2 separate regions of the Mus musculus genome follow, and region 1 is linked to region 2. Evidence: chromatin contacts called from public Hi-C data. All regions are on one chromosome and are shown on one strand. Each heading gives the region's core, a stretch centred on a gene start, on an enhancer-like site or on the middle of the called end of the contact. The rest is flanking DNA. Distances are from core to core; before and after follow the strand shown.

What was found. Hi-C and Micro-C count contacts between places; a contact is called where the count stands out from the background.
Region 1: a contact with region 2 is called in a Hi-C map of stem cell-derived neural stem cells, with 2.1 times the contacts expected there. The contact joins two enhancer-like sites. A contact is called at or near these places in 10 of 39 promoter capture datasets (the 3T3-L1 cell line, 3T3-L1-derived adipocytes, cranial neural crest and 6 more), 9 of 484 Hi-C or Micro-C datasets (cardiomyocytes, muscle stem cells, nephron progenitors and 4 more), 6 of 115 datasets of contacts at active chromatin or transcription factors (cardiomyocytes, epiblast stem cells, fibro-adipogenic progenitors and 3 more) and 4 of 9 other capture datasets (adipose tissue, embryonic stem cells, liver and 1 more).

What each region holds. Positions count from the first base shown.
Region 1 is chr9:14,696,463-14,703,118 of GRCm38.p6, reverse strand. It overlaps Piwil4 (piwi-like RNA-mediated gene silencing 4), which reads left to right. Exons shown (of 20, transcript NM_001368831.1): 19 at 1-94; 20 at 645-1,343. The coding sequence ends at 761. Among named protein-coding and RNA genes, the nearest start is that of Gm10706, 4.7 kb to the left of the region's middle. Within about 2 kb of position 4,023, at least 42 of the 459 cell types and tissues checked have an H3K27ac peak or open chromatin away from gene starts, as enhancers often do. A contact at or near this core is called in stem cell-derived neural stem cells, where this site is marked.
Region 2 is chr9:14,572,915-14,580,070 of GRCm38.p6, reverse strand. It overlaps Amotl1 (angiomotin-like 1), which reads left to right. Exons shown (of 13, transcript NM_001081395.1): 4 at 4,632-4,920. Among named protein-coding and RNA genes, the nearest start is that of Amotl1, 39 kb to the left of the region's middle. Within about 2 kb of position 5,205, at least 54 of the 459 cell types and tissues checked have an H3K27ac peak or open chromatin away from gene starts, as enhancers often do. A contact at or near this core is called in stem cell-derived neural stem cells, where this site is marked.

The DNA of each region.
Region 1 (6,656 bases), core at 2,774-5,273, 120 kb before region 2:
CCACTACAACGTTATCTATGATGACAATGCCTTGAAGCCTGACCACATGCAGCGACTGACCTTCAAACTGTGCCATCTCTACTACAACTGGCAGGTGAGGAGCGTCTTAGTGAAGTGGGTGTGACATCACCATCTGGGCTTGTCGTGCCCTTTCTAAACTCTGTCCACTCTGCACGCCTAACTTCACAGAAGGGAGTGGGTACACGATTCCTTAAATCTGTGGTAGGAGAAGCCCACTCTGCCAACTAAATAAAACCGCGGGGAGCATATCAACAGGCCCAGGTCCAGTCTCCATAGGACTTGAGGATACAAGACGGAGGGTAACATACTAGGAGAGATGAAAGCCAGCAGAGCGAGCCTGGTGAGGGTAAGAGGTGTAGACCTGCCTCTGTTTCTTTCCTCAGGCAAGAGCCCAAGGCCCAGGTTAGCTCTGAGCTCCACTGGGACATCAGACCACAGGCAGTGTAGGGCAGGCCTGCATGCCTTGTCTCCCAGCTTACACACAGTGAAGAGACACACCCCCAGCCCATTTTGCCAGTGAGCTTGGGTTTCCAATGGACCTGTCTCCCTTTGTTGGTTGGGTTTAGTCACTGTGGAGGCCAAATGCATTATCTCTGCAATGTTACATTTCCTTCCCTCCCCAGGGCTTAATCAGTGTCCCCGCACCATGCCAATATGCACACAAGCTGACCTTCCTGGTGGCACAAAGTGTCCACAAGGAACCAAGTCTGGAATTAGCCAATAATCTTTTCTACCTCTGACAAGTGAGCCAGAGGACGGCTTGAGACTCCGAAAGCAGTGGCTCTGCGTTGTTCAGATCTGCCTACCGCTCAGGCTCCTGCGGCTTACGGGGCTTGGGCCTAACTTTAAGTATTGGGAAGGGGGGGTTGTTTTGTTTTGTTTTGTTTTGTTTTTTAAAAAAAAAACTCATTTGAAAAAGTTCAGAACAAACCTATGGGGATTTTTGTTTCACTTGTGTCTAAAACCAACAAAGACAAACAAACAGAACCCACAGAGTGATGGGTTTTCTTGTGGCTTTGTCATGTGTCATTTTACTTTGGCCTGGTTCAGCCTTGTATTTCTCTTCTCTTCTCTTCTCTTCTCTTCTCTTCTCTTCTTTTCTTTCTTTCTTTTTCTTTTTTTTAAGTCAGTGCTTGAGGTAAATTCTCATGTGGTACTTGGGATATATCATCACAGCTTCTAAAACAATATTTGTGTGGTATTTTGATGGTACATAGTGGGGTTTAACTTCAGGAAATTATCAGAGTTTTTCTAAACATTGTAGAGCATTTTGTAGAGTGGGTTAAGTAAATATTGAAAATAAAGAAAATCTAAGCATCACATATGTGTTTCTTGTGACTTAAATTTGAAGTTGAGTGAAGTGAGCCTTGGGTTATTTAAGGAGCTGTGTCACAGACAGAACTCAATGCTTGGTCCTGTGACTGGCTCTCCTTTCCTCCAGCAGAGGTGCCCAGCCTTGCTTCCCACTCACAGGGAAGACAGACACCGAAGGAAGAGGACCTGGGAAGGTCCTGCATCCTGCTCACACAAGAACACCTGTGCTCGTACACTTGGCCTCCCCCACTGTCACCAATACTCACTCTGTGCCCTGTGCACCAGAGCCACCCCCACCAACCCCTTCAGGGGGCTACTCGTCCTCTTTCCAGAGCACCAGTTTTTCCTCACTGACCAATTGACATTATAAACAGGTTATTCTCCAGTGTGTCCTTAAAAAGAAACCATCTAGGGGTTGGAGAGATGGCTCAGTGGTTAAGAGCTGAAAATCTGACTGCTCTTCCAGAGGTCCTGAGTTCAATTCCCAGCAACCACATGGTGGCTCACAACCATTTGTAATGGGATCCGATGCCATCTTCTGGTGTGTCTGAAGAGAGCACTAGTGTACTCACACATAAAATGAATACATAAATCTTTTTTTTTTAAAGCATCCATCTATCTTCTGCAGCTACCACCTCTCTTCCATTCTCTTTATACGCTCTGCTCCATGGACACATTCCTTGGTCTAACTAGAATTTCAGCACAGTAACTGCCTCAGATCTGCTTCATTCAAGGGTGTTGAGGCTTTCACTTTGCAAAGTGTTACAGCCAGATGTTGTGTTACAGCATCTCACCACTTGGTGTCCTCCTGGCCTCTCCTGCACCACTACTTATCTCTACTCTGCTGTGTCTCCCCTCTCACCAGCACTCCCCCTCTGCTAGAGTCCTCCCTCTCACCAGCACTCCTCCTCTGCTAGAGTCCTCCCTCTCACCAGCACTCCCCCTCTGCTAGAGTCCTCCCTCTCACCAGCACTCCCCCTCTGCTAGAGTCCTCCCTCTCACCAGCACTCCCCCTCTGCTAGAGTCCTCCCTCTCACCAGCACTCCTCCTCTGCTAGAGTCCTCCCTCTCACCAGCACTCCTCCTCTGCTAGAGTCCTCCCTCTCACCAGCACTCCTCCTCTGCTAGAGTCTCCCCTCTCACCAGCACTCCCTTGCTGGGGTCCTGATGTGGAATGGAGGAACCCCACTGTGAACCACAGTAGAATGCCCCAGGAATGACAGTGTAGACAGAGGGAAGAGAAAAGTTTTGAAGAAGGAAAGACTATTTCCAAAATCTTCCCATGGTGTAAGGTCATAGGAAGTTGTGTGCGTGTGTGTGTGTGTGCATGCATGTGTGTGCATGCAGGTCTTCTTGAGGCCTTCTTGAGGAGGAGCCAGGTACCTGAGGGACACCAGGCAGCAGTATTGTCACATTGCACTAAAAACATTCGTTTGTTGTTCTTTTCCCCTTCTTCCTTCTTCCCTCCCTCCTTTCCTCTCCTACCTTCTCCTTTCTCTGTCTTGAGACAGTCTTGTCATGGAATCCAGGCTGCTCTAAAACCTGTAACAGTACCCCTGCCTCAGCTCCTGAGTACTGGCACTATGCAGGTAAGCACTACCACACAAGGCCAAAACTTTTTCCTGAGTTGTGTTGGGGAGCTCTGGTCAGACCACTGTCAAGCCTGGCATTCACATTTAATATCCACAGCTGTATGACTAGACTGTATTGAACACTTGGCAACTGATAAAATTATGGATTAGTCACAAGATTAGCCAGAGTTGATGAGATTAACATGTCATGCAAACGGACTTGAGAGAGAAGCCACAACTCTCTCCTGCCTTAATGCACGGTATTGAAAAACTGAGAAAACCTTGCAGGGATTTCATGTGTGAGCTCCTCCTGAGGAAGCTGGGGTCATATACAGGAGTCCTCAGAGACACAAGGCAATGGCAATCTGTGTCATAGTGTCCTTCTGTCAAGCTTTTAAGGTTGCCCGAGTTTGCTGTCTGTTGTGATGAACACCATGAGTGAAAGCAACTTGGGAAAGAAAGGCGTCGGGTGACATGTCCTGATCACACTCCATCACTGACAGAAATCAAGGCAGGAACTCAACAGGAGCAGGAGCAGGAACCACAGAGCAGGAGCAGGAGCAGGAGGAGGAGCAGGAGCAGGAGGAGGAGCAGGAGCAGGAGCAGGAGCAGGAGCAGGAGCAGGAGCAGGAGCAGGAGCAGGAGCAGGAGCAGGAGCAGGAGCAGGAGCAGGAGCAGGAACAGGAACCACGGAGGGCTGCTGCTTGTTTCTCAGCTTCCTTGAATGCAGCCCAGGTCCATCTGTCCAGGGGTGGCACTGCTCGCAGTGGACTAGTCACCTTCACATCTTATCATTAATCAAGAAAACACGGACTTGCCCACAGGCTAATCGGGTGAGGTAATTCCTTATTTGAAGTTTCTGATTCCCAGGTGACTCGAGTTTGTGTTGACTTGATTAAACGAACCAGCACGGGTGGGCTAGAGGCCTATCTAACCAGATGCCTTGTATTAATCAGTGTGCATGAAGTCTATGTCCCTTGTCTAACCAGCTTTGCCCCTGTCGAGGGTGCCTTTCTGAATAGATCCACCAGAGGGCGCATGTACACTGTCCTTTACTGTGCTGGGAGCTGCAATGCTTAGAGAATCAACTTTGAGTTAACTCCAGAGAGCAGCATAGGATTATGAAATCTGTGCTTAAATTCAGATTCCAACAGGCTGGGCGTTGTGTAGGCTCCTCTTACTCTCTTACACTGTCTTCACCATGAGGAGGAGTGGTCTACACTGCGGGAGACAGACCTTACCACAGAAACAGCTTTTTGTTCTGTTCCTTCAGTGTTGGGGGTCAAACTCAGGGCCTCAAATGTGTCAGGCAATTGTTCTACCATTTAGCTACCATCACCCCCCCCCCCCGCGCGCGCGCACACACACACACACACACACACACACACACACATAGTGATTTCATTGATCATGGATGAAGCCTAAGCATCTAAATGTTTTTAACGCCAGGTTTTAAAAGTGCCACATCCCAGTAATGCTACCAGGCTTCAGGCAGTTGCTACAATAAGCCCCATTCTGGCTCTCCTGCTGTGACCGTCACCTAAGTTAACTAGCATCTCATCAAAGCTGCTGGTTGTAAAGAGAAAAGAAACATGCAGCCAGCTTCAGCGCAGCACTGGGTTTGAGTCCTAGAACTTCCACTTGGCAGCCATGAGACCTTGAGTTAATTAGTCACCCTGAGCCTCAGATCTTATAAAAATCCCTATGCCCGTTGTGTAGAATTATTGTAAGAGCGGTAGACGTCAAAGATAATGTAGCTGGCTTTAGTAAGGAGAACCACATAATAAGATCAGATGATCAGTGAACGGATGACACATTTTAGTCAGCACACTTGTATGCCAGGCACTGTGCTAGACTCAAATCTCATAACTCTGCTTAAAGTGCCACTTTTTTTTCTAGATACTTATCAGTTTCTTTTCTCATTGCTGTGACCAAATGTGTGGCACTAAGCAACTAAAGAGAGGACCGGTTTATTTTGGCTCACAGTTGAGGGGATCAGGGTGTCTTGGATGGGGAGGCATTCAACTGTAGTGTCTGGAGAGGCTGGTGGCTCTCTTCTGTACCCATGGCTCAGAGGCAGAGACAGGACAGGAAGTCCTAGCTCGCCAGCAACCCACTTCCTTCAGCTAAGCCCTGCCTCCTAAAGGTTCCACAACCCTGTACAATAGCGCCACCAGCTGGGAAGGAAGGTTACAGCACACATGAACGTGGCTTAAACACAGGGTTGCAAAGAATTTCACCTTCATGGGGGATTGGAAGGATGTGGAAGAAAACATACTTTAAATACATTCCTGTGGGTGCCATGGAGGTGCAGTAATCGTGTCTCATTTTCTATTTAAAACCTTTGGGAGGAATGAAGATGACAAAGCGACATCGTGACTGTGGCTCCTTCCATGTGGCACAGAACAGAGGCTGTAGACTCGGACCATTTCTTCCCAGCGGAAGACTCCGCCATCTCGCGGCCTTGAGTACTCTTGAACGTGGCCAAGTCTATCTCAGAGATGTGCTAGAATTTCTGGCTCTGTCTACCGCTCCTCCTTCTTTCCTGTCCCCTTTTACTGGTGGCAGCTGGGTGCTTGCCCAGGCTCTCTTCCACCTCTTCTTCCTATGGCCCCACCCCATTGATTCCCTGACATGTTTCTGTCTTCCTGTCTACTGCTTGGGAGACCCAATTCTCTTTGTGATGCCAATCTTGTTTTTTTAATAAAAAGCACTTTTAGTCTTAAAATGCCTACTAATCAAAACACGAAATCTAAAAGAAACATTCTACCATGGGATGCCATAACCTTCTAACTGCAGGGAATTAATTTAGCAATTTCCCATGGGAAAATTGACTCATAAATCTTAGCTCACTTCAAGATCCCAAACACGAAATGTCATCTGCTCTTGAAGCTTATTGTCAAATGTCAGGGTTCTGTTGCTCATATTAACCTGTGCTTGGCACACCGATTTGACCCAGTGCACACCGGCCAAGAACAAGCCGGCCGCTGTTTCTGGAAGGGTGAAGAGAAGACTCATTTCTAATGAAGAAAGGATAAAGAGTAGATAAAAGAGAAGATAGAGACCCTTCCTATGTACTTTGTATTGAAGTTTTGATTTGTTTGTGTAACCATTAGCCTTTAATTATGAAAATTATAGATGGACATTATACAACATGTGGAAAAAAAAAACAGTAGAAAAAAAGTCCCCAACATTGGTATTAGCCAGTGAACATGGTCAACACTTGGACTTCACTCCCTTAGGTATACTGCACATGTAGTTTTGTAAACTTTGTTATCAAAATAAAGTCATAGTATGTATAGTTTTCTATTTGATTGCAGATTTTCCGTAGGCATGTTTTAGTGACTAATAACTTACTGTGTAAATGTAACAAATACTTTTCTCTGTTTTTGTTGTATTTTAAGTTATTTCTTGCTATGGGAACATGGCATACAGTTTTTCTCTCCATGTGATTTGGGATGGCTTCCTTAGATTAGGACTCTAAAAGACAAATTACCAAGTCAAAAAGTTATAATACTTAAAAAATTAATCTTTATTATTAATATTGCTTTATGTGTGATTTGTCTTACCTGCACATACATCTGTGCACCATGTGTGTGCAATGCCCACAGAGGCCAGAAGAGGACATTGGATTTCCTGGAACTGGAATTACAGATGTTTGTGAGCTGCTGTGTAGGTGGTGGGAACTGAACCTTGGTCCCGGGCAAAAGTAGCCAGAGCTCTCAAGTCCTGAGTCATGGCTCCAGCTATT
Region 2 (7,156 bases), core at 3,956-6,455:
GAACCAACTTGGTCTCAGAGTTGGGGATTAAATCAGTTAACAGAAATGATGCGTCTCAAGTCACTGAGTCATAAGCTTCTTTCTATCCTTGGAAAGGTTGCACACTAATAATTAGGCGGAAGAAAAGGCATGGGATATTAAGGACATTAAAGTATAAACTGGAGAGTAGAGATGGCATAAGGCCGCAGTGGTGGGTTGTCGGGGTTGTTGGGGTGATTAAGGCTCCCTTGGAAGCTCAGAGGGGAGAGTTAGGTACAGATTCTGGGAGAATGGCCCAGGCCAGCACCAACCGAGCCAGCCTCTGCTCTGGTATCTCTCAGGACACCACTCTCCAGATCATGCAGTTCCTGTTTCTTACCTGACTGTGGCATTGGGCTTGAGTATTTTAAGGCTCTGTTGGTCATTTAAGAAACTGAACCTGCCTGACCTTTTGGGACTTGGCCAGCCATGCCTGCTTTTACCCTTGTGGTGCTTGGTAAGGTGAGAAAGTGTCTACCTGGCAGACAGGGTAGTCCCTTGGCGAGTATGGGGTGGATGCTCTCTACAGTCACACCACATCTGACTCTCTTGGATGTTTCATCTCTTGTATTTTGGAGGTTGCCTCCTGTGATCTTGTTTTTATTCTAAGTAGACAAATAGTGATATGGTGTGTGTGTGTGTGTGTGTGTGTGTGTGTGTGTGTGTAGGGGTATGCCTCATATATGCATAGTAGCACATATGTCATGTGTATATATGAGGGACAGAAGACAGCTTGTGAAAGTTGATTGTCTGCTCCCACCATGTAGAACCTGGGAACAAACTTAGGTCGTCAGCCTTGGTGGTGGGGCGCCTGCAATCTCACCAGCCTGATAACCTATTTTTAGAAAGGCTAATGCCTGTAATAGGCTAAGCACAATAGCTGGATGTAGGAAGTGCTTAGTAGATATTAGCCATAAGTAAAGCTTTGAGAGCGTCTCATGAATGCTCCATGCCCAGTTACAGAGACAGAGAGCAGCTGGCACCATCCAGTGGTGTGTGCCAGGCTGAATTCTCTACCATGATCCAACATGGGAAACTGCCTCACAGGTTGTCAAGGACAGCATACAATCATATCCGTTGTTTGCTTATTAATGTTGACTCCCATGGCCTCTTTCCTTCTTTGGTCCCCATAACTGGTGATGACCCACCATTATGTTGTCTCAGCTGAGGGCAGGCTGTTCTTTGGCGCTGGAATGCTTGTCCATGGGCCTACCTGTTCTCCCGGGTGCTCCCACTAAGCCCGGTCCCACCTGGTCCAGCTGTAGGAGTCCAAAGCCCTGGCTGCCTGAGTAGTGGACCTTAGGAACAGAGGTGTTCTCTCATTCTCGTCTGGAAAGTTCTCCTGGGTGAACAGCAAGGGCAAAGCTGCTTGCTGATTGGTAGAAGACCTCCAATCTGACCTCTTCTTTTAAGCTTGACACGTATTTGCCCCCGACCCCCAGCATCCTTACAGCCTTTTGAAGGTATTAGGTAAGTGTTAGGTTGTCATCATCTGATTTCCATCTTTCTCCTTGAGTTTCCTGTTATCAGGAGAGAGAACTGAGGAGGTGGTGTTCACTAAGTGGATTCAAACCCAGATTTAAGTGAATCTCAGATGGAAACCCCACCCTTACCTCCAGTCCATCCAAGAGCATAGCTGTCCACCCCTGGCTCTAAGGGCAGCTGTTTCATTACCCTTGTGCCTTGTGAGGAGATGCATCAGAGGTACAAAGGAGCATCAGTCTTTGAAGTCACTGTTGCAACTGTGGTATTGGGCTCTTTCTAAAATGCTCTGTTTCTGTATAAAATGCAGTGCAGGATTCACTGGCCTGTAGGTAGCCATGAGCAATAATAAGTCACTTGTTTGGGGTCCATGCTTGACAGGAGTTCTTATGACCTGGGGAAACAGAGTGTGTACAGGACTCACGGTCTGTCCTCTCTTGTGATAGGGTTGCACCCTCTTGTACAGGACAGCATGTGGAATGGGCACAGATGCATCAAACATCTTAGTCTAAAGAGAGGCTAAGTGGTTTTATAGTGTTCATAGAGAGGGAAGAAAATGCTTTAGATTCCTGCTGGTATTTTTTTTCTTAGTGGAAGAAGAAAGAAGGGGAATGTCACATGTGAAATAAAGAGCTATGTGGTGCTCCAAGATTTTTTACCTTGACTAGGAAAGGAAGCTTAGACCCAGCTGATTAGCATGGAATGGAGAAGGAACTTAAGATGGAAGGGGATTCAACTTGGAGCATCTCCTGAGGCTGGGTGGGAAAGGCTGATGTTAGTAACCGAGGCCTGAGGTCAGTCATGGTGGGGTAATATGCCAGGATCAGTCCATGGTCATCTTCAGGAAGGTTAAAAAGATCCTTAAATTTGCAGCATTTGACACTTAGTTACAAGGAGCTGGCATTCAGAGGTATTGTAAGACCCCAGATGCTGGGCCTCCGCTCAAGTCCCGGGATGAGCTGGCCAACACCCCAACGTCCCAAGAGAAAACCACACCTGTTGCAAACTGCAAGAGGTTTTATTATCAGCTAGCTGAGGATGAGCCCTTGCGGTGACAGTAGGGGGCTTTTAACATCTAGCTGAGGAGTTGGGAGGAGTTGGGAGGAGAGTTGGGAGGAGGAGTTCTCTTCTGGGTGTCCTTGGTGAAATTCACAAGGCAGGAGTGGGGAGTGAGTTCTTTCTGAATTTTTATCTCCCTGTCCTCGGCACAGGAAGGCAGGCATCTCTTGTTGTACAGTATAGAAACAAAAAGGCGTTTTTGCTGGCTAATAGAGAACAAAGAGCTTCTTTCTAGCTGTATTTTTAAAGATCAGGGAAAACAAGTTTGGGGAAATGTTTTAGGGGCTCTACCTTGCAGGGAGAAATGCTTTAAGCCGGGGTCTCACAGTATCACAGCTGTGAGACATGCTTATGAAGTGGAAGCTATGACAGTCATCAGGGTCTAAAGAAAATGTACTCAAAAGGAAAATGTAGGTCTCAATAACCTCCTGGTGGGACATTGGAGGAGTGCTGTGACTTTTGGTTGTGAATGGCCACAAGTTACACATGTAAGTGACATTCTCTGGAAGGCTCACCCTTTGACAGAAATAATAGGTAGTTTTGGACTGATGCCAGATTTTTAAAATTTTTATTTATGCTTTATGAGACAGGGTCTTACTCTTTAGCCCAGACTGCCCTGTAACTGATCACATGTAGCCCAGGTTCTCCTTGAACTTGTGGTCATCTTCCTGCCTCTGCCTCTGCCTCTGCCTCTGCCTCTGCCTCTGCCTCTGCCTCTGCCTCTGCCTCTGCCTCTGCCTCTGCCTCTGCCTCTGCCTCTGCCTCTGCCTCTGCCTCTGCCTCTGCCTCTGCCTCTGCCTCTGCCTCTGCCTCTGCCTCTGCCTCTGCCTCTGCCTCTGCCTCTGCCTCTGCCTCTGCCTCTGCCTCTGCCTCTGCCTCTGCCTCTGCCTCTGCCTCTGCCTCTGCCTCTGCCAAGTGCTGGGAGTACAGGCTGTGCCAGCACACAGAGCTGTCTTACAGTCGAGTTTCATCACCCCTCCTCCAGTTCTAAGACTTGGAAGTAGAGATTAACAAGAAAGCTAAACCTTGTAGAGGGACAGCAGGGATGGGAGAACCCGATATTAAGATCTATGACTGCCATTTGTTCCTGCACCTGTGCAGGTTCCTATGAGGAGCCCTTGGCTTAGCCTGAAAGAAAACATGGTTATTCTCATGAAACAGGCTGACAGAATTCTGAAGAATTTGGGGGAAGGGGAAGGGGGAGGGGAAGTGAAGACCGGAGGTAGAAATTCATGATTCCAAGTTGAAGTTCAGCACCAGGTACTGAGCTGTTGAAGGACACTGTTGGCTCCTTTATCATCGGGCTAGATGTGAAGTCTGGAAGTTTAGACCCCAGAACCAACAGATCAAAACAAGCCAGTCCTTTGCTCATACTTTCCCATTTGATTAAGTGGTACCCCTACCCATTTCTTGCTGAGCCCCATATCTAGAAATAATATTTTATCTTCCTCCATCTTTGTTTTTCTCATTCTTCATATTCATACCCAGACTTCTCCTGGGCTCTGCCTTTACACTGAGTTCTCAGCACATCACTCCTAGCGAGGCAGCCCTCAGTGGCCTCTGTGTGCCTCTTATGGAAGTGTGGCTGCAGCTTGCACAGACCCTCCCACCCCCGTCTAGCACTGCTGCCCTGTGGGTGTGCTTTCTTCCATGTGGTGATGCTGTCTGATGCTACTTCCTGCCATCTTGTACATCTTTCCCTGGCTTCACCCTTCCACCCAAATCCCTGGTTCTTTCTTCCAGACTTTGAGAAACTCTTGCTCTGACCTCTCACACAGAAATCGCTTCTCCAAAATTCCTTTCTTCGGAGAACAAGACTCCACTTTCAGCATGGCTTGCTTGTCTCTTCTGGAGAGCAGAGACCTGCTCTGCCTGGTCCACTGTCTTCCTAGTGAGAGGAATGTGATAAATACTACCTGAGCCTTAACCTGCCGCTTAACTTAGCAGAGTGTGAGGAAGTGCACGGCTGACCCCTGCTGAGGGAAGCCACTGACAGTGTCTGTGCCGGTGGCCTTCCTTGGTCTTCCATATGTCCTCTGGAGTCTGATGACTGGTCCTCTCTTCCCTTGCAGCCGGCCCTGCCAGCTGCCTTTTCCATCTACGGTGCAGCAGCATAGCCCCATGTCCTCTCAGACCTCCTCCATCGGTGGTACTCTGCACTCCGTCTCCCTGCCTCTTCCACTTCCCATAAGCCTGGCGGCTTCACAGCCCCTACCAGCCTCCCCCAACCAGCAGCTTGGACCGGATGCCTTTGCGATTGTGGAGCGAGCCCAGCAAATGGTAGAGATCCTGACAGAGGAGAACCGTGTGCTTCACCAGGAGCTTCAGGGCTGCTATGACAACGCTGACAAGCTCCACAAGGTATGTACGTGACATGCCAAGGTAATTTGATAGATCCTGGGAAAGAGAGAGGTAAATAATGGGCTGTCGTTGGCAGGAGACCATGAGGTGCTTGGGATTAATTTCTGAGCCACAGGATGTATCAGAGAGCTCTTAGGAGTCTGATGGCCTGTCTGGGCACTTCCTGTTTTGAATGCAATTCAAAGGAAGGAGGATCCTTGGCAGCCATTCTATGAACACAATTCAGGACTCACCAGCTGCTCATGATAGCTCTGGAAGGAGAAAGGCCTTGCTGAGGATGGGACAAAGGGAGAAGCAACTCCTGTATGAGGAGGCCTAAGGGAGAGTCACATGGTACCAAGGGAGTCTGCTCTCTCGACTCCCCCGCCTGGATGACCTGTCTACTTGAGGGAAGGACTGAAAACAAGGCTCTAGCCTTCTGGTGACGGGGTGAAAGCACAGTGCTTCTTAGCTGTGGCTTAAGGTCCTGCCGTAAGCAGTCGCCTGCCACAAGCCTCCATGTGTGCTGGGCTCTTTCAGTCCTTTTTTTTTTTTTTTTTTTTTTGTCTTCTAACCAAATAATGAGCTACGACTTCACTTATGGTCCCTTTACTCTATAGCACACTCTTGTCTCCTTGTCTCGCTCCTGTGAGTCCCTGTCTTCTCCCAAAGAGCCCCTTCAAACTTCATGTCCTATACACATATATTTGAAAAATATACTCAGTATTATGTGTGATTCTGAGTTTGGTTTACTTCTCTTATATAGTAATCTGTAGTCCTATCAATTTCCCTGCAAATGACATAAATTTATTTTTATATGTATGCTGGTTCTGGGACTAGCAGCTGCCTGCTTGCTTGCTAACGCTTTCCCACAAACTCTGGCTCTCACAGCTAGCTTCACAAATTGCTCTGGTCTCTGTTCCTTGCCCAGTGCTGTCAACGGCCATTTCACCCAGCTCCCTTTAGCCCCGTGGAAGGAAAACACTGGAGGCTTCATATTTTAAAACTGACCAAAGGCTGGGCAAAGATTATCCTGCCCCATCCTCCCTGGCCTCCACAGTTGCCTGCGGAGGCTAAACACTATTGGTGCCCCACAATACCCACCTCTGCAGTTTCCACTCCACTCTGCCATCTGCCCTGACTCCTACCCTCTCCCTCCTGGAAAACCCACCTCCATATCTTCACTCAGCAATTGGCTTTTGCTATCTTTATTAGCCAATCAATAATTAGAGAAACTCTACATACATACACACACACACACACACACACACACACACACACACACACACACACACACGGTATTAAATCACAATTTTTACCCATCTGTCTATTGGATGGGCATCTAGGCTGGTCCCTTATCTTGCCTGCCATTTCATCCAGTCTGCCCTGAGCTGTCCAGCTCTGTGCTAGAAGTTGTAGGTATTCACTTGGAAACACTGCTCTGCTAGGCTGTTTTTATGGCGGTTATAGCTACTTGTTGTTCTGTCCTCGCAGTAGGCTAAAGGCTCCACCATTAGTATTCTTGGTTTGGTAAAATATAAGCAAATAAACTCACACCTGCAGTTTCAACCCAGTCCCTTGCAATTCCTTTGTATACAATTCCTGTGTATCTGTTTATAGTTAGGTTGAAGTGCATTGGTTCTCTGTAGAGCTATTGGACAGACAACATTCAGCAATGAAACCCAGCCTGGCATGGAGAAAGGAGCAGGGTTTCTGGAAAGAATGTTGTGCTTAGAGTCTGGAAGTCTGCATTTGGGTTGGAATGCTTGAGTTCTCCCCACCTTAATATCTTCCAATGTGAAACCAAAACTTTATTAGTCATTATAAATGATGGTACAAAGGGACTGGAGAGATGGCTTAATGGTTACGAGTACTTGCTGCTCTTGCAGAGGACCTGAGTTCACAGTACCCATATTGGGTGGTTCACATCTGCTTGGAACTCTGGGGGATTCAACACTCTCTCCTGGACTCCTTGGAGACTGACACACATATGGTGTGTGGGTACACGAGTGTGAGACACATGGAGAGACATGTAAATAGCAAGCAAATAAGTAAATAAAATCTTTTAAAGGGGATATTTCAGTTATACCTAGGTTCATCCCATCCTCCTATCAGTAGTGAGATACTTTTACTGGGTGCTGTTAGACAGCATTACCAGAACTGAGAGACTGTTCTTACAGGGTCACTGTAGCTCTTATAGAGCAGCAGGAGGAAGATGGAGTAGATATGAATGAAGGCTGAGGCATAGAAAGACATC